Regions from separate parts of the Mus musculus genome. Here all the other regions are linked to region 1. The links are chromatin contacts, called in public HiCAR-type, HiChIP or PLAC-seq and promoter capture Hi-C maps. All regions are on one chromosome and are shown on one strand. Each heading gives the region's core, a stretch centred on a gene start, on an enhancer-like site or on the middle of the called end of the contact. The rest is flanking DNA. Distances are from core to core; before and after follow the strand shown. Region 1 holds the start of Dzip1l (DAZ interacting protein 1-like). Region 2 holds the start of Slc35g2 (solute carrier family 35, member G2). Region 3 holds the start of Il20rb (interleukin 20 receptor beta). Region 4 has its middle 3.9 kb from the start of Gm28166. Region 5 holds the start of Foxl2 (forkhead box L2). Region 6 holds the start of Faim (Fas apoptotic inhibitory molecule). Region 7 overlaps Pik3cb (phosphatidylinositol-4,5-bisphosphate 3-kinase catalytic subunit beta).

Region 1 (3,154 bases), core at 186-2,685:
TTAGACTTCCTAGCTTCCAAGAGCAGAGCGAAGGGGTTTCTGTTTAGTCTGTAGTATTGTATCACAGTAGTCTAAATGGACTAAGACAAATCTGGTCCATGTAATAACACATGCCAGTATTTCCTTCCTCATTAAGGGTGAATGATATTCCATTGTATGTGTAAGCCACGTGTTCTTAGCCAATCAGCTGCCCATGGGCGCTTGGATTACTTCCACATTTTGGCTGTTGTAAATAATGTTATTATTTTATTGTACATTGTGTGTGTGTGCGCGCACGCACATATCTGTATATACAGATGTCAGAGGACAAGTTTCAGGAGTTGTTTCCTTCCACGGTGTGGGTTACAGGAATCCAATCCAGGATATCCGACTTGATGACAAAGCCCTTTACCTGCTGAGCCATTTTGACAGCTCATTAAATACAAGTGTCCAAGAGTTTGTTTGGGGTCTTGCTTTAAGCTTCTTTGGATATAGATCTAGACATGTGCCTTATTTATTATTCTGTTGCTGAGAAGAGACCCCATGACCAAGGTAACTCTTATGAAAAAGAAAAGTACTTAACTGGAGGCTTGCTTACAGTATCAGAGGCTTAGTCCATTTATCATAATTGCAGGGAGTATGGTAGCAGGCAGGCCTGGTGTTGGAGAAATAGTTAAGAGTTACATCCTGACCCACCTGACCCGTAAGGGTGGGCGAAGACTGGGTCTGACATGGGCGTTTTGAAACCTCAAAGCCCACCTCCAGTGTCACACTTTCTCCAACAAGGCTATACCTCCTAATCCTTGTAATATTTTCAAATAGTGCTGAATCATGGCAAACCATTTTGTTTCCCACAGTGGCAGTACCATTTTGAATTCCCATCAATAACGCACAGAAATTTGAGTTTCTCCCCACCCTTGGCAACGTTTATTCCTAGGGCTTTTGTCCTTGCTGTCCCCAAGATGCAGAGCTTGGCATTTTGAAGCTGTGTTGAGAGAAAGGCCCTAAGATACAACAAACCCTCCCAGAACTTAAAGTCACGAGATGAGAGTCCCAACGAGAGGGGGCAGGGATCTATAATCAGGAGAGAAAATATAATACCCCCAACTCCTGCCGGAGCTTTCTGGGCAACGTTAATGGATAAGGGATCTGAAAGGTGATTGCCATCTGATCAAATTGGAGCACACCTATGGGTCTCCTAATGTGGCTCAGGTCAAATTCCTTTAATTTTGCGGGCTTGCCAACAGTCGCTGCATCCTGCCATGTGAAGTGAAGGGATGGTGACAGAGTCTGTCCTGCCGCTCATCAAGGCCTGGGAACTTGGATGCTGGATTTCCTTAACGAATTCAAAGCAGCACTCCCTCCTTCCCCCCAACCCCCCTCCCTTGCAACTCTAAAAATAGCTGTTCCCGGGCTCTGGGGAGAGGCTCCGCCTCTGCTGTGGGTGGATGGGCTGGGGGTAGGGGTTGGGGTGGGAAGCACCGCAGACCCCAGGCCTGAGCTACTGGCGGGGAGAGACGCGTAGGGTCCGCGCGGCTGGCAGCATCCTCGGGCTGCACTGTAGGAGATGGAGTGAGTCTGGACTTGCGGATGGGGTGAGTCGGGACGTGGGAACCTCTAAGACCTCCAGTCGCCGGCCCTTGTTCCGGGTGACCCCCAGACTGCCACAGGCCTCCCAGGAAAACTATGTCTGGAATCCAGCGGGGAGCCGCCGGAGGGAGCGCGGTTCCAGGCGGAGCTACTTGGCCGCTGCGCGCGCAGGTTAAACATTAGTGGCTGCGGTAGCCAAGCGAGGAAAGGAGCTGCGTGGTCGAGGGTGCTTCACGACGTCCCGCTCCCTGTGCCTCCATCCCTTTATCCCAGCGGCTTCGGATTGTGCAGGACTGAGGTACCCTGCGGGGGGGAAGAGCTCGCATGCCAGGAGACACGGAGGCGCGGAATGGGGGATGTCTGACACCCAACCCTCGGCGTTTTCAGGAGTGTGGTCTTGGGAAATGCAGTTTTTGAAAACAGTAAAGCGATCTAAGGGACTGCAGATCCGAGTTCTGTGGGAAGTGGGGTTCGGTTACTAACGAGATGATTTTTAAATAAAGATTGGCGTGTCTAGGTTCCTCCGCTTCCGGTCCCGGGCTGAAGTTTAACGGGAGCACAGACTTAGGGGTGGATGAGAGTAGAAGTCCACAGGGCAAGTGTGTACCAGGCAGGATCAGAGGACAGGGCCTGGTAGAATTGCCTTCACAACGGTCCTGAAGGGCCCAGGGCCGGTGCTGTCCTGGCCATGTCTCCAGGAATTGGTTTCTAACAGGATTAGGCCTAGGGAGTGTGAGATGTTCCAACCCTGCTCTCCCATCTGTCTGTAAGTGTTCAGCAAGATGGTCACTTCCTTCCCCAAGGTGTGGTCTGGCAGGGGAAAACTACCCTGCTCAGAGAAGGTTGTCTGTCTGTCTGCTTGCTCCCTCCTGTGGAAATGGTTTTAGATCATTAAAGTACAGAACCTTCCTAATGCTGCAGGCCTTTAATACAGTTCCTCATGTTATAGTGATTCCCCCAGCCATAAAGTTATTTCATTCTGCTTCATAACTGTAATGTCGTTACGGTTATGAATTGTTAATGTAAATATCGGACATGAAAAATACCTGAGATTCCTCGGGGGTCGCGACCCACAGGTTGAGAACCACTGTTTTAGCTGCATGCCTTAAATTGAGAACAGAAATCTTGTGCATTTGGGAGCTGAACTTCTTTTGTTTGTGCCACTCAGAACACTTCAGAGGAGAAGGGGAGCCCTTGGTAGGCAGTTCTGAATGTCCTGTGCTCACTTTGCAGAAGAGGAAGCTGTGGGCTAGCCAACCACTTGCCCCAACACTGGCCAGTCACTTGCTTGGTGATTGTAGTGACGGGGTCTGGTCCAGAATAAAGATGGAGAGGCTCTGTTAGGAAGCAACAGCGCTTTAATAGACAAGAAACCCCAGGACAGTCTGTTAGTTTTCTTTCCGATGTGGAGCAGGTTTTGTTTGTTTTTGACACTTCTGTGCCTGGGGATAATAGGTCCTGCTAGGCCTTATTCTCTAAGATATTCCCATGAGCCACCAGTCAAAGCCCACCTCCATTTTTGTTTTAAAGGAAAAAAATTTTTGTGACACTAATTCATAGTAAGCTTTTATAATTTTTTAAAAAG
Region 2 (3,154 bases), core at 429-2,928, 940 kb after region 1:
TGATTGATTGATTGTGTCAGTGAGAAGCCCACATAAGGTCTCTTGAACGCTGAGTGGATGCTCTACCACAGAGCTACACTCCCAGTCCCTCTAATACAGCATTCTCTGGAACGTTGGAACAGATGATTATGAAAATTAATTGTGCTGTAGAGTCCAGAAACTCAAGAGGAGTCAAAAAATAAATAAAAAAAGATAAGTCACAAAAGGTTCTGGGAAATGTGTGGCTTGTGGTACATGATAGCTTTGAAAAGAGATGAGCATTATGTTTGTAGGTATATACTCATACATATATCCTTCACATGCATGCACATACATTAGGGCCGGTGTGCTTGCTCACAGTGTGTACTTTTAGGAAATCAAGCAAGCTGGGTTTTATCTCTTCTTCCAAGTTGAACCACATTTCCCTGCAGTGTTTCCCTCAGGAGACCACGCTCAACCCATCTGTGAAGAGTTTCAGTGTCTAGCCGGCTCCGGCCTGGCCGCTTGCTTTGGCCATGAGTTATTTTTTGGCAAAGGTGCAAAATAGGAAAATATGGCTGGCATAGGCCCAGGAAGTCGTAGACCTGGGCACGAGGAGCTTCAGCACCACGGACACAGTCAACTCTGCTCAAAGCCATTTCCCGAAAAGAGCCCGCAGACTTGGCCCACTCCGCGCCTGCCCCCTCACCCTCCCGGCCTGGTGTGAGACTGTCTAGGAGCTCCTCAATCCTCGGGACGGGAAGTTGCTCCTGCTCCTACCAGAGCCTGGTGACAGCCTGGGTAGTGACGTGGATCTGCGCAGCGCCCCCAGCTGCCCCAGGAAGAGTGAGTGTTCTTCCTGCCAGTTCCCGCGACCCGTCTTCCCCCATGAGCTAAACGGTCACACACTGCGTAAAATTCTAAACCTAGAACCAATTCCGTCAAGAAAATCCGCATTTTGTTCTACGTGGATAGATGAGATGAAACTGACTTGCCAGAGCCTCCACCTCCACACTCTGGTCCTTCCTCCCTATCGAGTCAAGAAACAGGAAAATCTCAACCCATCTAATCTGGAGTTCAAGACTCAAAAGACACAAGACAGGAAAGTGATGGCAAATCCAAAATCTTTGTCAGACTCCTAAAACCACCCAGTAATTTTTCGAAAGTTGCATTCGCAATCACTCCTATGACGCCACAAGCACTCGCCGAGCTTGTGTGGGCTCCGGGGCCAAAGAAGGGACAAGCCCTGACCTTCATCATGCGACTGGGGTTGGGCCCACACAAGCAACTGTGTCAGGCCCGAGGATGGTGCTGACTATCACCCCGCTGTTCCTGTTCTCCAGGACAGCAACGGGGAGAAGTGGGCACTGGATGGCTTTTCTGGCGTCCTGCAGAGACGCGCGCTCCACCGAGGTCTATCAAGTAGGCGGGGCGCTTGACGGGAGCCTACCTTACCCCAAACGAGGCGCCCTACGGGTCACTTGCCACCGACGTGGGGCTCGGTGCGCTCCCTCTTCCCGACGGGGCCAGACGGCTGAGTCCCGCACCGCCCGCTGCTGCCCACCCGCCACCGGCTCAGTTACCTGGAAGTCGCGGCTAGGCCGGTGCGCCGGGGGCACTAGCGGACTCCCGCGCTCCTGGTCTGGCCTCCCTAGCCAGCTGAGGCCGCCGCGCGCTCGGCGGGGACCACTGCAGCCTGGACTGCCAGGGGCGGCCAGCAAGGAGAGGGGCGCCAGACGCGGGCACTGCGCCTGCGCTCTCCGCTGCCCCAACCCCCCACCGCAGGCGCTGCGGGAGTGGAAGACGGCAGGAGACCACCAGGATGTTTGCTTAGACCTGGGGACTGGCCCTCCCCGAGAGGCGTGAGCGTCCCAGGCAATGGAAGCTGCCAACGCCCTGGGGCGGAGAGTGGGGGCAGGCGGGGTTGGGGGGGGTGGGGGGGGCTCTTAGAAGCAATCGACTGCCAGCCAGGGTGACTAGGTCCTCTGGGAAGAGATGAGGAAGCATTCTCCATTCATTTCTATCTGGTTGTAAGAACTAAAAATTATTTCTTGATATTTGAAGTGGTGACAGTATCGATAAACCTTGGGACAGAATAATCTTGGGATATCCCTGAGTCCTGACCGTTTTACCCAGGTTTTGCAAGATGGGAGAAGTCTTGACAATGCAAATGTTTGTATACCCCAATCCCCAAAGCTAAATGAACACACTCTTAAAAACAAACCAAGTCACCAAGGCAATGAGAGTCCAGGAGACAGGCTGGAAGACCATGACTGTAGATTAGGTAAGAAACAATCAGGCCTGAATTATGGTGCTAACTATGGAAAGACAAGTGTCTTCTGCCAGATTTTTCATAGTCTGTTTAGATCCCTTTCTGTCCTGCTCTGACTCAGGACTCACCTTGATGGATGAAGCCAAGTGTCTTCTAGCTTTTGGATAGTGTGGGCAAGTGAGAGACACATGGGAAACAGAGTTACTGTTATCCACGTCTTCATCTCAAAGTCAGAACCCAAATCCTCTGGTAGAGTTTTGTGTTTGCACACCTGACCACTAGCTGTCCTCCTCCTTCAATCCTGGATGGCTCCCAGAGGGTTCTTTTACATATCACATACATATACAAACACAAACATACACACACATATACACATACTCACACGCACACACACAAACACACATATACACACATACTCACAAGCACATACACAAACACACACCTTAATGGATGAAGTCAACTGTCTTCTAGCTTATGGATGGTGTGAGTATATGAGACACACGGGAAACACATACACACATATGTACACATATACACACATATGCATACAAATACAAACACACACATACACACATTTACATACAAATACACACACATACATACATACATATGCACACACATACCATACCAGCTTTTGTTGTGCAAACCTTGTTCCTTAATTTGAAACTATTGGTTGAATAAAGATGCCTATAGCCTGTAGCTGGGCAGAAGAGAGGTTGGCAGGGCTTCGGTTCCCTGGCTTGGGGTCTGAGGCAAAGACCAAAAGGAGAGAGGAGGAAGCCCCCATGGGGTAGGTGGATTGAGAGGACCAGCCCAGTTGGAGTAGGAACAGTCCTGGCAGAACATGGCAAGTGTCAGGATTCTTTTTTGGGGTTTTTTTGTTGTTGTTGTTGTTTTTTTTTTTTTTTTTTTTTTTTTTGGTTT
Region 3 (3,154 bases), core at 377-2,876, 860 kb after region 1:
ACTCATCTACCAAGTGATCTAGTAAGCAATAGAAGTTCACTCTGCGTTTGCAATGTTCGCCTACAGAGTTCTGAGCAAATGCTCAAAATTGCATGAAGGCAACTTTAGCTAAAACAAGTATTTTCTGACACCATTATTTGTAATACCAAAAGATAAGAATAATTAGCATTTGGGGCAGGGGTGTTAAAGTTTTTAAAACTTCTTTGTATTGTCTTGTTTTAACTCCTCAAGACTTTAAGGTGGCTGTTATAAACACTTCACAAATGGGAAAATGATGTTATACGACCAGTGGCTAAACTAGGAAGTCACAAACATGTACAGACACAGACACTGATACGTGGTGGGGTGGGTGTAGCAGGAGGACACATGGGTTGGCAGACTGGCTTATTTGCCATGACAAGTTTGTGGAGGTCAGAGGACAACTTGAGGAAGCTGGCCCTCTCCTTCCACCGTTTGAGTTCTGAGGATTGAACTCAGTTGTCAGGCTTGGCAACAAAGTACAGTTACCAACCGAACCATTTCAACAGCCCCCGTGGGAAAATTATAACAACGAAGGCCAAGGCAAGCAAGCAGTAATAGAATGCATATACTGTGGAGACAGCAAGTGGCCTGCAATCTATATTAGTTTTCTGAAAGGAGTGAGACATAAGCTCAAATAAATGCAGGACGAGCCCCGCATATATAGACAAGTGGGCAGCATTTGCTGAACCTTCGGAATGCTGAAGGTTTGGGGCCTGGAAATGCCATCCATTTCTATGTCAGCTAAACTTGGAAACGTTTCTTTAGTACACAAGGCTCCCACCAACACCACAAAGTGACCAGTATATTGGAGAAATTTCTCTTAAATGCAGTGTCACTTAAAGAAACACTAACAGGTAAGGGAGGAGCTGCACTTTGGGGACAATAAAGAAGGTAATTACAAGAAACCAGGAGTGGAACAGAAAATTATGCAATCTTACTGGGAGAGAAAATGCCCCAAACCAAATCTATTTTTAAATGGTATGAAGTACCTTTTTCTATAATGACCAAAGAAAAATCTAATTTTTATAAATCTCATGCCCAATATGAAGCTTATAAATGTCTTTTTGTATTTGTCAGAATTTTTAATCATTTTAAGTGCCACATGGAAAATAACTGCAATAACTATACCTTAACCTTTCAAATACCAGATGAAATTGCAAAATGCATAGAACTCTGCAGACTATATTAATGGCATCTTTCTAGATTGTTCTGTGGATATTAGGAGGAAATTTTCCAAATAGAATGCAGGCATTTGAGATGCGAAAATGGAGATTAAAAGGTTTTTTAAAAATTGACATTTTAATTCAACCCCAAACCCAGGAAAGTATTTGTCACCTTAACCTATATTCAAGGCCCAAACTATCAGTTGTATTTAAATTCATTCTTACCCGTGAGAAAACCTGAGGTCATGCTGTAGAAAAACCACATGAACGGACTTGTCCAGACTCCCTGGGAAATCATTGTGCTGGTCTGTTTGGTGTGAGGGTCTCTAGCAAACTCAGCTTGCCCGGAGACACTGTTTTCTTCCAGAAGGAGGCTGTGTGTCCATCCTAGCCATCTCCCTTCAGGAAGCAGATGCTGGTGCTGAGGTCAGAGTTGCAATGAAGCTTGAACAGTTCTGAAAGGGGAGCTGGCCCAAATGCTCAAAATGGGCGGGCTTTGCAGCACCCTCCTTTTTGCCCAAACCCAGATATTGCATCAAGGGGAGTGGCCTGTAAGAGTTCCAGATAACTGGGGAACTTGAGACATCTGCCTGAGGGAGACATCTGGGCATCCAGGCTGTTGTGAAGGCCCTGGGTCTTACCAGTGAGCAGCCAGGATTATTTTCCCTACTCATCAAGTAGCTTCCACTGCCAAGCCGCTCTCTGCCTGTTCATTCAAGCTGGGCGCTAATTGGCTGTTTGCGTATACACACTTCTGGAGAAGCGGGGAAGGTAAATGATGACCATTACTACTGTGTTCTACAGTGCTAGGGGCTGAATACAGGATTTTGTGCAAGCTACGCAAGCACTGCCACTGAGCTACATCTCAGCCCTGTTGCGTCCATTAGAAATACCATTTTCAAAGTCAAACATAAGCCGGGCAGTGGTGGCACACGCCTTTAATCCCAGCAGTTGTGAGGCAGAGGCAAAGTGAGTTCCAGGACAGCTAGGGCTACACAGAGAAAGCCTGCCTCGAAAAACCAAAAATAAAAAAGTCAAAACATAAAGAATAATAGTTTTATATTTACAAATCTGCAAAAAGAAAATCTAGGGCATAATAAACTTGACATCTTGACTAGAAGAAACCGCAAATGGACATTAAAAATGTGAACAAGATTCTTTACCAAATATTTTTTTAAAATATTGAATCCTGAGCCAGGCAGTGGTGGTACACGCCTTTAATCCCAGCAGTTGGGAAGCAGAGGCAGGCGGATTTCTGAGTTCAAGGCCAGCCTGGTTTACAGAATGAGTTCCAGGACAGCCAGGGCTACACAGAGAAACCCTGTCTCAAAAAAACAAAACAAAAAGCAAAAAAGTATTGAATCCTAAGAATGTACTACGGAAAATTAAAAGTAATTTTAAAACTTTGAAGGGAAATCCTGCAATAGAAATTGGCCCCTTAAATTTCAATTCCTTGAGGACTTTAGAAACCCCAATGTGCAAATTATAACAGTAAAACGAACACCAGTTTGAGAATAAACATTGATTCTTTTTTTTAATAGAATGTTTTTTGGTTCCAGTTTTGTAACTTACTTGCAAGATAATTTTGGGACAGCCACTGATTCATTCAACAAACATTCACTAGGAGTTTACTATGTGCAAAAATCTGAGAATTCACAGTTCTTATCCTTTCCCAACTGATAAAGATAACCATGGCATAAATAACCATGGGGTAATATTGAATACAGTGAAGGGATCACTGGGGATACTGGAGTAGAAATACTCAGTGTACTCTATGGGACTGTAGAAGGTTTCCTGAGAAGATTGGCACAGGGTACGGAACTAAGGAGAAAATGTTTTCTGAGGGACTTCCAGTTTCTCCTGAGAGCAGTTAATACCAAGGGCAGGGTTTTAAGCTCATATCGGATGGTGACATATTCTACATTTGAGCCTTAAAAGGTTTCTGAGAAAGTAAGGAAGGGCAGACTAGA
Region 4 (3,154 bases), core at 404-2,903, 820 kb after region 1:
CCAGTCTCCACGCTGAGCAGAAGTGTGATACTTGAAAGGGACAAAGTCAGGAGCCAGCCTGAGTCCCTGAGTGGCACTCAAGACTGGAGATGTGAGTCCAAACAGCAACCAAAGCCTCAATCAAAGATGGCAGGCTTTCAGCTTACTGTCTGCCTCGTAGCTTCACTTTCAAACAGGTGTGAAGGCAAGGATTCACAGTGGAGACACTCTGGGTCCTGCTCCATCCTCTTTGGTCTTTCCCTATCTGGCGTCTGCAGGCTTTGATCCTGGTGGTCAGCATGTGATCCACTTCTACACTTTAATCCCTACAAGAAGAAGGCAGAGGTCATGTCTCATCAGTCTTGGACAGGACTGAATACTTGAACAGTCTTGCTCATTTTCCCAAGTTCCAGTCAGGCTACCCAAATCCCTGTGAGCCCATATCACGCATTCCTAGCTCTCACTAAGCCCTTCCTCTTATTGCTCCCAACCCCTGTCATATTTATGGTGCCTTCTACTTGACAGAGAGAGAGAGAGAGAGAGAGAGAGAGAGAGAGAGAGAGAGAGAGCACAAAATGGCTTATCAGATGTGCCCACATCCCAGTTTGTTCCCGATCCAAAATGCTCTGCCTTGTCCTCAACTAGAGTTAAATGATGCTGCACATGACGCCATGGTGCCTGCATTTACTACATATCTAAGAGAAAGGACTCTTCTACCTAAGTGTTTTTAATTTTTAGTTCCTTTCCCCTTCCTGTTGTAGATTGTAGCAGCAATGAACAATAAACAAGGTAAGGTACCCAACATCAAAACCCAAGGAGTAGAATAGGCAAGCATATCACTCTCTCCTCTCCTCTCCTCTCCTCTCCTCTCCTCTCCTCTCCTCTCCTCTCCTCTCCTCTCCTCTCCTCTCCTCTCCTCTCCTCTCTGCCTCTCAGTCACTGTTTCTCTGTCTCTCTGTCTCTCTCTACCCCCCCCACACACACACGCACACACGTACACACATTGCATCGTGTGAGTTTTTCCTGAGGAACCATAATATAAATGTCTATTCACCCCAGAAACAGATGGAAAACCAAAATAATGATTCGAGTGAAGTCCAACTTGGTGGACCAGAGAGTTTATCAGGGTTCCTCGCAGGAGCACAGGGAGGAGTCTCTTAGAAGGGCAGGTAGAACTCCAAAGCAGCTACATTATGGGAAAGCCCACCGAGTATGGGCAGCAGCTCACAAAGGCTGCAACCACGCTAGTTCTCTGCACAGCTTACAGACAGCCTCAAGGAAGCTCTCTGGTTCTCCTGGCAACTGTTTACTGAAACTTACAACCTTGAGCTGGGACCTTGTGGATCTTATTTTCTGGGCTCCCTCACTCTTGTAAATTTGGCCAGCTTTCTAAGTCTTTTGCTTCTCATTCCCTCCAGGAGGGAATGTTTTAATTAGGAGAAAATAGCTACGGACAGACCCAAGCTGGTGATGCCATCCTAATGTAAGAGGAAAATTTTAGAAGCAAAGCATTGCAGCCCTGAGTGGAGAGTGGAGGAATTTGGCCAGAACTTTTTTTAAGAAGATGAAAGATGCCTGGAGTCTGTTTATAAGTTGCAGTGACAACCCCCATTGCAACCCCTGGAGGGCGCAGCCAACATTCACCCGCGTTGGCGTTGGCGTTGGCGTTGGCGTCCAGGAAGGTGGCGCTGAGCACACACTGAGAGTGTCCGCCCTCCAGTCCTGCCCGGGTCCAGGCTGTACATTCGGTTCCTCCACCGGGTCCGTGCTCTGCAGCGACATTTCTGCAGCCCACGCAGGACTCGCGTCCTCAGCCTGCCCACAGAGCATCGCTTGGCCACCATACTACTCAGTAATAATCTCATACATCAAAGCTAGGAGAGCCAGGCCCTGCCTAGGAGCGACTGCGGTCGGCATGGAATATCATTAGTAGGAGCCTCGTGCTCCTCGCCTTCGTATGCAAACTCCCGGGCTCCCTAGAGTACTTCCTGAGGAAAGTGCTCTGCACCACGGACATTTGTTATTTTACAGGAGAGGACTCAGAAAATCCGCAGGGACCCAACCAAATCAACCGATGGTCCTGAACCGACTACCACGGCCTCTATTGACACCTAGTGGCAACCGCTGGAATGACAGCTGGCTCTGGCGCACCCTCCAAAGCTGCTTTGGAAAAAGCCAAATATTGCTAATACAGGTAATTTACAAATATTCAAAAGGAGGACAGAGGGAAGAAAAAAATTTTGCTTTCACTATTTCTTTGAGGATCTATGAACCATAACATCATGGTTAAATATTTTAACTTGGAAAAGGGAAGGAGATATCGAAGGAGAATTGAAGTCCTAGCCATCCATGTCAGGAAAAAAAAGCTGGGTCACAAAGAAAAGAAAACAGAGGGACAGACTGGAGAGGCAAATGAGACCCAATGAGACAACACACATGCTCTCATTCCACACATACATGACTGTGTAAAGGCCTTTGCAAGCCAAGCATAGAGACACACATCTGTAATCCCAGCCTTGGAAGGCTGAAGCAGGAGGACTGTCATGAGTGTCAGGCAAGCCTGGACTATAAATAAAGACCCCATATCAAATTTTAAGAGAGAGAGAGAGAGAGAGAGAGAGAGAGAGAGAGAGAGAGAGAGAGAGAGAGAGAGAGACAATGCAGGCCAGACATGGTGGTGCACAGCTGTAATCCCAGCACTTGGAGAAGCTGAGGTGCCAGGAACACCATTTCAAAGTTAGCCTGAGCTACAGAAGAAGAAGAAAGAGAGAAAAAGAAACAAAGAAAGATGGGGAGGGAGGAAAGGGGGAGGAGAAGGGAGAGAAGAGAAGAGAAGAGAAGAGAAGAGAAGAGAAGAGAAGAGAAGAGAAGAGAAGAGAAGAGAAGAGAAGAGAAGAGAGAAAGACAGAGACAGAGGGAATGTCATTGCAGCAATATTTAGGATAGCAGATCCTGGCATGCTGTATAAATAAATGTATATACCTAACATAACACATTCCATGCAACAAGATTCAAGTCCACAAAAGAGAGCTTTTGCTATTTCGTGACTCCGTCCTCCACCAGCTTGCCTGGTGGGTGCGCACACGCATGTGTTAGAGTACATGCACTTTTGTGTCATTCCTCAGGAGTTATCCACCCTTTTATTGAGACAGAGTCCCTGGCTGGCATGGAATTC
Region 5 (3,154 bases), core at 208-2,707, 670 kb before region 1:
TCGTGACTGGGACGCGAGAAAGCGCCTCCCCAGCCTGTGGTTTTCCTTCCTTACCTATGCTGGAAGGAGAAGATGCAGGTAACGGCTGTAAGGGTAGGAAGGACAAAGGAAGACAGGAAAAAAAAAAAAAAAAGAGGTTGTATCCACGAACCATGTTCATGGATACAACCATGTACTCTGGTGCTTGATTCATACACCTCACTAAGCAAAAATAAGCAAATACAAGTCTCACACATTGTACATATATAAGCATACCTGGGTTTCTGAACAGCACACTTGCGCAGTATCACGTGTGTCTTTAAGAACAGATTTTTGCCCCGTGCCTTCCACGCGTGACACTTGTGCACGCAACAGTCCCCAAAGCCCCTCAGCAACATCCTCGTCTGTGTCCAAGCCAGAGTACAAGGGATACCACTTGATCTTTAAAACACACACCCAAATTGTGGGATTGCAAGGCGAGTTCCAAGGAGAAAGCTGGTCCCTACATCCACCTCAGCACAGAGAAGCGAAACGTCCGATGCCAGTGAGCGGTACTCCTGGGTGTCTCTTCCCAGCGATCCTCTCCCCAGCCTCAATTGGGCTCAGAGAGCTCGAGGGACAGAGCAGGCCGAAGCTTCTGCCTTCCGTGACACGAGCTCTGAGCTGGTTTACCTCCAGCTGCCGCAAAGTTCGGCCACTCCACCCCGGTCCGGCCCCCTTGCCATCTCGCCCCTCCCTAAGCCTCAAAGCTAGAAGTCTAGCCCCAGCACAGCCCGAAGCACAGAGCAAAGGGTTTTGTTTTCTTTCACCTGAAAGCTGCCCAGAGGCTTGGATCACCTCTCCTCGCTGGGGTCAGCATTCCCGGGGCACTGGCAGGGCGCAGCGAGCCCCAACCAGGGCTTTTCGGCGAAGCAAACACCCGCAGATTTTCAAGACTCGTAAGAGCGTGAGGCAGGCTGTTGGCTGGGCCCGGGAGGCTCCGGAGGCTCGGGAAGGCCGGTCCAAGTTCTGCCGGCCGTTTAAAAAAAAAAGGAGACTTAGAGATGAACTCGCCCGTGCGCTGCTGGCTGCCCCGCTATAGGGGCGAAGGCCCCTGACGCAAGCGGAACTCTGCGGAGCCCATACGAATCAGAACGGAGCGAGGCTCCTGGCGCACTAGGGACTCCAGGAGGCGGCTGCGCCAGAGACGCGGGTCGCGCCTCGGGGAAACCGGGCGGTGGGGGGAGGGGAGAGCTCAGCCAAGAAAACCCACCGAGGCGGGGACTGGCCTGGGCGGGGAGGGGCGGCGGGGCCGGAGCCCCTCGCTGTTGGGCAGACTCCCGATGGCCAGAGGCTGACTTCCACTCCCGCAGACCGCTCCCCGGGGGGAAAAGAGAAGAGAGTGAGAGCCGCGCGAGGCCTCCGGTCCCCGCAGCCTGCAGAAGTTAGAGGCTCTGCGCCGAGCGCACACTCCTGCGCCCGCCTGCAAGGCGAGCCTGCACCAGGAGAGCACAGCCTCCGGGCTGCCCGGCCGCGGAGAGCCGGCTTTTGTCATGATGGCCAGCTACCCCGAGCCCGAAGACACGGCGGGGACCCTGCTGGCTCCGGAGAGCGGACGCGCAGTCAAAGAGGCCGAGGCGTCGCCGCCGAGTCCCGGCAAGGGAGGCGGGACAACACCGGAGAAACCAGACCCCGCGCAGAAGCCCCCGTACTCGTACGTGGCGCTCATCGCCATGGCGATCCGCGAGAGCGCCGAGAAGAGGCTCACTCTGTCCGGCATCTACCAGTACATCATAGCCAAGTTCCCGTTCTACGAGAAGAACAAGAAGGGCTGGCAGAATAGCATCCGCCACAACCTCAGCCTCAACGAGTGCTTCATCAAGGTGCCGCGCGAGGGCGGCGGCGAGCGCAAGGGCAACTACTGGACGCTCGACCCGGCCTGCGAGGACATGTTCGAGAAGGGCAACTACCGGCGCCGCCGCCGCATGAAGCGGCCCTTCCGGCCGCCGCCCGCTCACTTCCAGCCCGGCAAGGGGCTCTTCGGGAGCGGAGGAGCGGCGGGTGGCTGCGGCGTGCCCGGAGCTGGGGCCGATGGCTATGGCTACCTGGCGCCACCCAAGTACCTGCAATCGGGGTTCCTCAACAACTCCTGGCCCCTGCCGCAGCCTCCCTCGCCCATGCCCTACGCCTCCTGCCAGATGGCGGCGGCTGCGGCGGCCGCTGCTGCAGCCGCTGCAGCCGCCGGCCCGGGCAGCCCCGGTGCAGCCGCGGTGGTCAAGGGGCTGGCGGGCCCCGCCGCCTCCTACGGGCCGTACTCGCGCGTGCAGAGCATGGCGCTGCCTCCGGGCGTCGTGAACTCCTACAACGGCCTGGGGGGCCCTCCTGCCGCACCACCGCCGCCGCCACCGCCGCCGCACCCTCACCCGCACCCTCACGCACATCATCTGCACGCGGCCGCTGCGCCCCCGCCAGCCCCGCCACACCACGGGGCTGCCGCGCCTCCCCCGGGTCAGCTCAGTCCCGCCAGCCCGGCCACCGCCGCGCCCCCGGCACCCGCGCCCACGAGCGCGCCCGGCCTGCAGTTCGCCTGCGCCCGGCAACCCGAGCTCGCCATGATGCATTGCTCATACTGGGACCACGACAGCAAGACGGGCGCGCTGCACTCGCGTCTGGATCTCTGAGTGCCAACGCGCGCGGGAGCGGTCCCCCACCCCTATCCCGGGAGTGGAGGAGCCGAGCTCGGGTCGCAGCCGCAGCAGCCAGCCTGACAGCGCGCACTCCGGGACAGCTTCTGGATGCAGAGCCCTCGAGCGGTCTGCCCTTCCTCGGTCCGCCCCGCTCCTGCGACTCCGCTTTGTCGCCTCCGCTGCTCCTCCGGTGCTCTTCCCCGCCGCGGCCTCTGCTTTCCCGTGCTGCTGGCCGGAGGCCGCCCACTCCGTGCTTTCCGCGGGCCTCCTCTCCTCACCGCAGGGAGTGAGTCCCCGGCCGAGGTGCGGTCGAAGTGTCTGAGACGCAGCTTACCTCTTGGCCCTCTCTTCCAGGTCGGTGGACTCAAGCTCGATTTTATTTTTAATTCCCCACCCCGACTGTCTGCGACTAGAAGCGCTAGGCTGCTGGGGGAAGAGGGACCCACACTACCGGAGAATGGAAAGAACGTGTCTGGTCGCTCTGCGATCCCTCCTGGAACTGATCAGAA
Region 6 (3,154 bases), core at 393-2,892, 640 kb before region 1:
TAATGTCCCTGCATTTGCACAAAACCTATATGCCCAGCCCCATATACTTAATCATTGCTAGATTATTTGTAATACGGTTGCTATATAAATAGTCATATCATATTTATGGACTAGGAAGATGGGAATAATAAGTCTGCATGTATTCAGTACAATTAAATTATAGATGTTTGTATTTGTGCATAGTGAGTCTTTGATGGTGTGTTTTAGTGTTTGAGTTTTACATTGAGGGCTTCGGGTATGCTAGGCAACTCTTAGACCTCACAAAAGATTTTTGAGTTGCAGTTGGTTGAGTCCATGGTAAGAGTAAGCTTTTTCCCTCAGTGCTAGAAATCAGAAAAGGTCTTTTTAAATTGACCATTTATATTCCCTGTCCTTCTAATATCCTACTTGAACATTTCACCAATAATTGAAAAACACCATTTGGCATTTTAAAAATCTATTCATAGAAACTCTTTTATGTAAGGGGTACAATGTGTCTGCCATCTGTTTTGTCCAGTTCTCTCCCATTTGTCTATTCTTTTCTTTAAAAAAAATTTATTGCCATGACAGTCAGAAATTTCAGAATATTAAGTAGACCAGTGTTCTTTAATGTTGCAGATACCGTGCCTGAAACTTCTGCTTCATTAAATTTTACTACTTTAGTTTTTTGAAACAAGGCTTAGTTATAAAGCTTAGGGTAGCCTGGAACTTGCAATCCTCCTGTTTCAACCTCCTGAGGGCTGGGTAGATAGGCATGGTGATCCAAGCACTGGGGAGACTGAGGCAGGAGGGTCTGGAATCCAAGTGTGAGGCTCTTATGAATTACGTAGTGAGATTCTCTTAAATATCAACTAAACAGGCACAAACACTCCCAAATTAAATCTTTATCAGACTTAAAAAAAATCTCTCATTGGTTCGTTCCCTTTATATAAATGAAACTGTAGATTCTATCCGACATTACTTACTTACCTGTTTGTCTGAGACTTTACAATAGCATTAGGGACAATTCAGTGGTTGTGTGTTTGTACATATGTATTATATACACTAAAAATAATTTACATAACCCACGACCTCACCCAGGATAACTAAACGCCCTATTATATTATTGAACTCTATACTCTTTCCCTAAGGTTTGTCTGTCAGTAAGTGAAATTCAAACATCTCACTAAAGGAAGAAGTATATATAAAATAGGGAGACAAGGCGAGCAAAAACCTCTGGGCTAGGTGTAAGGCTCGGCAGCCAAACGACCCCTGTGGTCGTACAGAGGGTTTCAAAGGCTGGACTCTTCCACCTAAAATGACCGTTCTTATAGCAGAGAATGGAAGGCCGGCAGGGCAGTGGGAACAAAGGGTCTCAGCGGACGAGTTGCCTCTCCCGGAGGTGCGGGTTATCCGGAAGGCTACAAAAGCTGCTGTCAGACCTGCACAACAAACAAGAAAGTGACACCCACAGGGCCTAGGGGCAGCAGCGGCGCAGCAGGGCGCACCGCAGAGCGCTCAACTGTGCACAAGGGCGCAGAGCGGCGCACAGCAGGAGCAGGATTGGCCCCAAAGCGGAGGGTAGGCGGGGCCTATGGAGGCGGACACCGGGAATTGGTTTTCGCGCGGAGCGTGGGCGGAGCCTCTGAAAAGGGCTCTCGCACTCGCGCAGGCGCAGTAGGGCAGTGGGCGGGGTCTCGTTGAGCCCGGAAGGCAGTAGGAGGCTGGGCGCCCGGCATGCGGGTGCTGGAGCCCGGTGGGCGCGGCCGCGAGAGCTGCTGACTACGTCGTGGGATCGGGAGCCGGTGGCGGCGCGCGGAGCAGGTGAGCGCGGGAGACGGTGCTGGCAGCTTCGGCGGGCGCTTCCAGCTCGGCCTGGCCGAGCGGGCTCCGAGATGCGTGGTGCCCAGGCCTCGGTCGGCAGACAGCAAGCCGCAGTGTGGGCTCAGGGCAAGAGGCCCCGGAAAGAAGGGGTGTGGGGCGGCCACCCGAAGCTGCGGACCCTCCGGTGCCTCGGCGCAGTATTCGTGGCGCGGTCCGGAGTTCTCGGGCTTCGGACGTGTCCGAGTCTCGGTGCCGCTCCTGACTGCGTCCCAGGCGGCCCTTGGCCCAAATACCCCGGAGAGGTACCTACAAGTACCTACCTACACGTACCTCCAGGGGTTGTAGGAGGCCGAGCTAACCTCGCTCGGTGGTCGGGAGCTCTTGAGAGCAGCTCACTGCAGCATCCTTGCTGGCTGTGGCTACTTCCTTCGTGGAGGTTGGCTTTAGGGACAGATTTATTCCTGAATCGCTCTAGTGTTGCAATAAGCTCAACTCGAGTTGCTTAATGAAGGAGCCTGTTATCTTACAGCGGGCAGAGTGGGATTCTATAGTCTCTTCCTAGAATTCTGTTGTTTTTCTCATGCAAAGGCTGACTTGGAGACCTGTCTCAGGTATAGAATGAATTGGTTCAATGAAACCCAGCGAAATTACGCTGTACTCAAGGTGGAAGATGGTGGGACAGGTAACTTGAGTTGTTTTGCTGTTTAACCATCTAACGTTGCATTCAATCTGTCACCTGTAACAGCGAGTAAACACAAGTCTGAAAATTTGAAAATTGCCTTGTACTGCAACCAATGCTCATGTAAATGTCATTGTGGGCGGTGTTAGTGTCTGGTGACGTCATCATAATTAGATTAGATAAGCACCGTTTCTGAAATACCGAATGGATTTTGGAAATACAGTATATAGTAAAATCATCGTTAGTGATCTGGGGGTTGTTATTCCATATAAGGTTTTCTGCTAAAAGCAGACCTGTGCAGGTCATGGTGAGGCTTAGGACAGAGTGGTGGGGTCAGAACACAGGTGTGAAACAAGTGGTAATATGAAGGTATAATAACAAGGTATAATATGAATTATATTGATCACAACCAAAGTAAATTAAGAAAAAACCCTGTTGGGCCAAGAGAGCAACTCCAATGAGCTTTGAAAGTACTGAACTTGAAGTGTGTAAGATCACAAGCCACAAGACTGTTGGAACTTCCGGTCAAACACACAAACAAAAAAACAAACTTGTAGTGGAATCCCAAAGCAGGACCCTTGCAGAGGTGTTTTGAACATGTTCTTAAATGTTATATGAGATTTATTGATGCGAATTACACTTCCAGATGGGATCTTGTGGAAAAAAATATTCCTTACACTCTGTGCCTGTGGC
Region 7 (3,154 bases), core at 337-2,836, 570 kb before region 1:
TATTAAACACTTCCAGAGAACCAAGAGGATATGCAGTGTGCTTGAGAAATGAGCAAGGGGAGCCAACAGACACACAATGAGGTCTGACACACATCAACCAACAGATACACAATGAGGTTGGACACACAGCAACCAACTAGGACCTTTTAAGTCTGGGTAGAAAAATCCGGATTTTCAGTGTCATGAACAATTATTGTTAGGGATTTAAAGAGACTAATATGACTGGAAAACATGGTCACTTCTCAGATGTTCAAAGGCTGTGCTGGGGAGGAGAGGCAGACAGGGGAGGGTGGGAATGAGAAGCCCAGTGTAGAGGGTGGTGGAGTAGAAGACAATGGGTCAGATGAGGGGCCACCGTGAGCACTGGTTCACAGTGTGGATCAATGATGCTGTTTCATGGTGTGAGTCTCTATTAGCTGCTTTCACCACACCCATGGCCTTTCCAAAACATACCACAGTCATTTCGTAAAAGCTTATGGAAGGCTCTCTAGCTAAGTAAGGGAGCAAGGAATGGTAGCAGACTCTTACATTCTCAGAATCTGGGGGAGGGGGATCATGAGTTCAAAGGCAGCCTATGGTTTATACACACAATGGTCAATTATAAGGAGCACAATTAGACAGCATGCTTAAAGCAGTATGAGTTCTTGACAGAGAGTAATTATTTAATAACTTAATGGTAATATCAGCAATACTTCTGGACTGCAAGAATGTATTACAATTTTAGGTATGAAGATATAGCTTGAAAAGGTGACAAGGACTCTGAACTACAGAAATCATGTGTTTATACCTCACTATATCTCGGTCTAAAAGATGAATTATATGCATCATAAACTATACTAAAGAGTCGTAAAGCTTTAAAAACACACAATTCCATGAAAAGAGTGATGTAGGCTATGAAACACTGGAGGCAGAAGTCTGCCTCCTTCATGTCCATCTTGAAATACACTATTAAAATGTAGGTCATCCTATTAATATAGAAAATATGAGATATGCCTTAATTCTAAGCTTTCTGAAACTTATCTTGACAGATTTTCCTAAAAGCTAACAGCTGGGAAATAGCTCAGCGGTAGACTGCTTGCATGTCAAGTACACAGCCTTGAGTCCATCCCCGAGCACAGCATAAATTAGACACAGCACCATATGCTATGGATCCCAGCACTCAGAAGGCTGGGGCAGGAGGAGCTCCTGACCATGGACCTCTCTGACTAAATGGTGAGTTCAAGGCCATCCTGAGCTTCATGAGACTCAGGCCATTCCCACAAAGCACTGATCAGGGTAAGTGACCGAAAGGGCAATAAAATATGTGACTGGAGACATTCCGTTTGATAAACTCGGTTGATCACCATGTGCTAAAGTGAATTACAGAAGTCCCTACCTGTTTGGAAAGCACTTTCATGTGCCCCACGCTTCCTCGACAGTATGCTTCCAGGATGACACCAAACTGTACGGACACAGCAGGAGTGTGCACCTCTGACCTGCAGAAAAGCAACACTGAAAAGGTTTGTAATCGAACACTTCAGAGCGTGAAGAACAAGCACTGACCTCCTTATTCTGCCATGGAATGCTCTTCTGATGCCAACCAGCTGAGAGCTGGCCATCCCAAGCACTTACTAGTAAGAGGTCATACCGCAGTTAGGACTCAGAAGTTATGAGATCTTAGTGGTCAATTCTTAAAGAAAACTAATATTCCCACATTTTAAACTGCCTTTTGAAAGGGAAAGGAAATGTAACTTAGGAATTTGGAGAGACTCAGGTGGAAAAAAAAAATCTCTCTGACTGCCGCCAATGAGCCAGTCAGCCTAACCACATTTCTGTCCCCCTTTCCCACTGTCATTGAGTGTATAATGGGCGTGGGGCACTAGCCATGGGGGCACATGGAGGTCAGAGGACAAGAGAGGAGAGCTGGGTCTCCTCTTCCACTTCATGTGGACTCAGCTTGGCAGGTTTGCACAGCCAGACCCACTGCTCACTGAAGCATCTTGCCAGCCCCAGTTTTCTTTTCTTTCTCAAACAATGGCATGTATGTATTAAAAAAAAAAACAACAAAAATATTTACTTTGTCATTCTCTGGAGGGTTTAAAATAGTACTGAATTGGACGAGGAGACAAAGTATAAAAAATATGCATCAACAAGAAAACCACTTTAGTAAGGGAAAATCTGCTAAAATTAATACCACAGACCATGAGTTCTTTAAAAGCTTAGTTAAAAAGGAAAGTTTTTTTTCCTGACAAGCAGTTTGAACAGAAGTGTGAGAGGAAAGGTTAAGAAGGCTGAAATGACCACACACGTGCCGGCTCTGTGGTCTAGCCCAGCCACTACAAAGCAAACACACACATAAACACGGGCAGGAGAGGTGGCTGGGAGGCTAAGCGCTGGCACTGCTCTTCCAGAGGACCTGGGTTCAATTCCCAGCACCCACACGGCAGCTCACAACTGTCTGTAACTCCTGTCCCAGGGGATCTGACATTCTCAAGCAGACATACACACAGTCAAATCACCAATGTACATAAAATAAAAACATTTCTTAAGAAAGAGCGCATGAAGCTGGGAGGGAAAAATGACAGTAGGAGCTGGAGAGGAGTGGCTGGGGTAGATTTGATCAGAGCACACACACAGTATAAATATTTAATCAATATTTTTAAACAAAAATTAGTTGTTAGAAAATATTACAATATAACAGTTACTAGTTTTAGTTCAAAATCTAGAAAGTATCATAGAATACTTACCTGAAATACTTTGCCAAATGATGAAAACAGAATTTAGGTATCAAAAGATAAGAGAAGGCACCAAACAGTGTAAATGTCACGGATGGATCAGAAAGCACCTGGAGAAGCTGCTGCTAGTCCACTGGCTGTCTGACATCACACCGGGTTAGTTATTAGAGAACATCATGGTATCAAATCGCAATAGCAAAGACTTACCTAAGATGCCAAAACAGAAACTGCCCAATCCTCCGATTATCAAGTGCTCTTTCTAATAGGAATCTGGAGAGGGCACAATCGAGAAAAGGCTCATATTTCAAAACTTGCACCAATTGTAAAAGATACTGAGAGAGTTCTTCATCACTGAAAGAAACAAAAGGGAGAGAAACTCAGCCACCTGTAACATGAAAGGACCCTTCCCTACCAACTGTCACATGCCCTGGCTCATGTGC

Evidence for each region. Promoter capture Hi-C pulls out the DNA fragments that hold promoters and counts their contacts. HiCAR-type assays count read pairs that join an accessible place to other places. HiChIP or PLAC-seq counts read pairs in DNA pulled down with a chosen protein or histone mark.
Region 2: an H3K27ac HiChIP or PLAC-seq map of embryonic stem cells shows a contact between it and region 1, with 5 times the contacts expected there. The contact joins the promoter of Slc35g2 here to the promoter of Dzip1l in region 1. A contact is called at or near these places in 2 of 115 datasets of contacts at active chromatin or transcription factors (embryonic stem cells and pancreatic cancer cells).
Region 3: a contact with region 1 is called in a promoter capture Hi-C map of cranial neural crest. The contact joins the promoter of Il20rb here to the promoter of Dzip1l in region 1. A contact is called at or near these places in 1 of 39 promoter capture datasets (cranial neural crest), 1 of 115 datasets of contacts at active chromatin or transcription factors (embryonic stem cells) and 1 of 9 other capture datasets (embryonic stem cells).
Region 4: a HiCAR-type map of astrocytes shows a contact between it and region 1, with 4 times the contacts expected there. The contact joins the enhancer-like site here to the promoter of Dzip1l in region 1. A contact is called at or near these places in 3 of 39 promoter capture datasets (the 3T3-L1 cell line, embryonic stem cells and hippocampal neurons) and 5 of 115 datasets of contacts at active chromatin or transcription factors (astrocytes, embryonic hindbrain, embryonic midbrain and 2 more).
Region 5: an H3K27ac HiChIP or PLAC-seq map of embryonic stem cells shows a contact between it and region 1, with 5 times the contacts expected there. The contact joins the promoter of Foxl2 here to the promoter of Dzip1l in region 1. A contact is called at or near these places in 4 of 39 promoter capture datasets (cranial neural crest, embryonic stem cells and second pharyngeal arch cranial neural crest), 1 of 484 Hi-C or Micro-C datasets (embryonic stem cells), 4 of 115 datasets of contacts at active chromatin or transcription factors (all in embryonic stem cells) and 1 of 9 other capture datasets (embryonic stem cells).
Region 6: a HiCAR-type map of astrocytes shows a contact between it and region 1, with 2.2 times the contacts expected there. The contact joins the promoter of Faim here to the promoter of Dzip1l in region 1. A contact is called at or near these places in 3 of 39 promoter capture datasets (cranial neural crest, embryonic stem cells and neural stem cells), 2 of 115 datasets of contacts at active chromatin or transcription factors (astrocytes and embryonic stem cells) and 1 of 9 other capture datasets (embryonic stem cells).
Region 7: an H3K4me3 HiChIP or PLAC-seq map of embryonic forebrain shows a contact between it and region 1, with 6 times the contacts expected there. The contact joins the enhancer-like site here to the promoter of Dzip1l in region 1. A contact is called at or near these places in 6 of 39 promoter capture datasets (the 3T3-L1 cell line, the C10 cell line, cranial neural crest and 2 more) and 2 of 115 datasets of contacts at active chromatin or transcription factors (embryonic forebrain and embryonic stem cells).

The regions. Positions count from the first base shown.
Region 1 is chr9:99,628,096-99,631,249 of GRCm38.p6, forward strand. It overlaps Dzip1l (DAZ interacting protein 1-like), which reads left to right and starts at 1,436. Exons shown (of 16, transcript NM_028258.4): 1 at 1,436-1,574.
Region 2 is chr9:100,569,407-100,572,560 of GRCm38.p6, forward strand. Slc35g2 (solute carrier family 35, member G2) reads right to left here and starts at 1,679. Exons shown (of 2, transcript NM_001101483.1): 1 at 1,542-1,679.
Region 3 is chr9:100,484,847-100,488,000 of GRCm38.p6, forward strand. Il20rb (interleukin 20 receptor beta) reads right to left here and starts at 1,627. Exons shown (of 7, transcript NM_001033543.3): 1 at 1,410-1,627. The coding sequence starts at 1,482.
Region 4 is chr9:100,444,503-100,447,656 of GRCm38.p6, forward strand. No RefSeq gene overlaps it. Among named protein-coding and RNA genes, the nearest start is that of Gm28166, 3.9 kb to the right of the region's middle. Within about 2 kb of position 1,654, at least 112 of the 459 cell types and tissues checked have an H3K27ac peak or open chromatin away from gene starts, as enhancers often do. A contact at or near this core is called in astrocytes, where this site is marked.
Region 5 is chr9:98,954,150-98,957,303 of GRCm38.p6, forward strand. Foxl2 (forkhead box L2) reads left to right here and starts at 1,458. Exons shown (of 1, transcript NM_012020.2): 1 at 1,458-3,154. The coding sequence starts at 1,512. The coding sequence ends at 2,639. Foxl2os (forkhead box L2, opposite strand) reads right to left here and starts at 1,161. Exons shown (of 8, transcript NR_003248.3): 1 at 256-1,161; 2 at 55-85.
Region 6 is chr9:98,984,731-98,987,884 of GRCm38.p6, forward strand. Faim (Fas apoptotic inhibitory molecule) reads left to right here and starts at 1,643. Exons shown (of 5, transcript NM_011810.3): 1 at 1,643-1,782.
Region 7 is chr9:99,058,810-99,061,963 of GRCm38.p6, forward strand. Pik3cb (phosphatidylinositol-4,5-bisphosphate 3-kinase catalytic subunit beta) reads right to left here. Exons shown (of 24, transcript NM_029094.3): 15 at 2,922-3,065; 16 at 1,376-1,475. Among named protein-coding and RNA genes, the nearest start is that of Gm1123, 25 kb to the left of the region's middle. Within about 2 kb of position 1,587, at least 1 of the 459 cell types and tissues checked has an H3K27ac peak or open chromatin away from gene starts, as enhancers often do.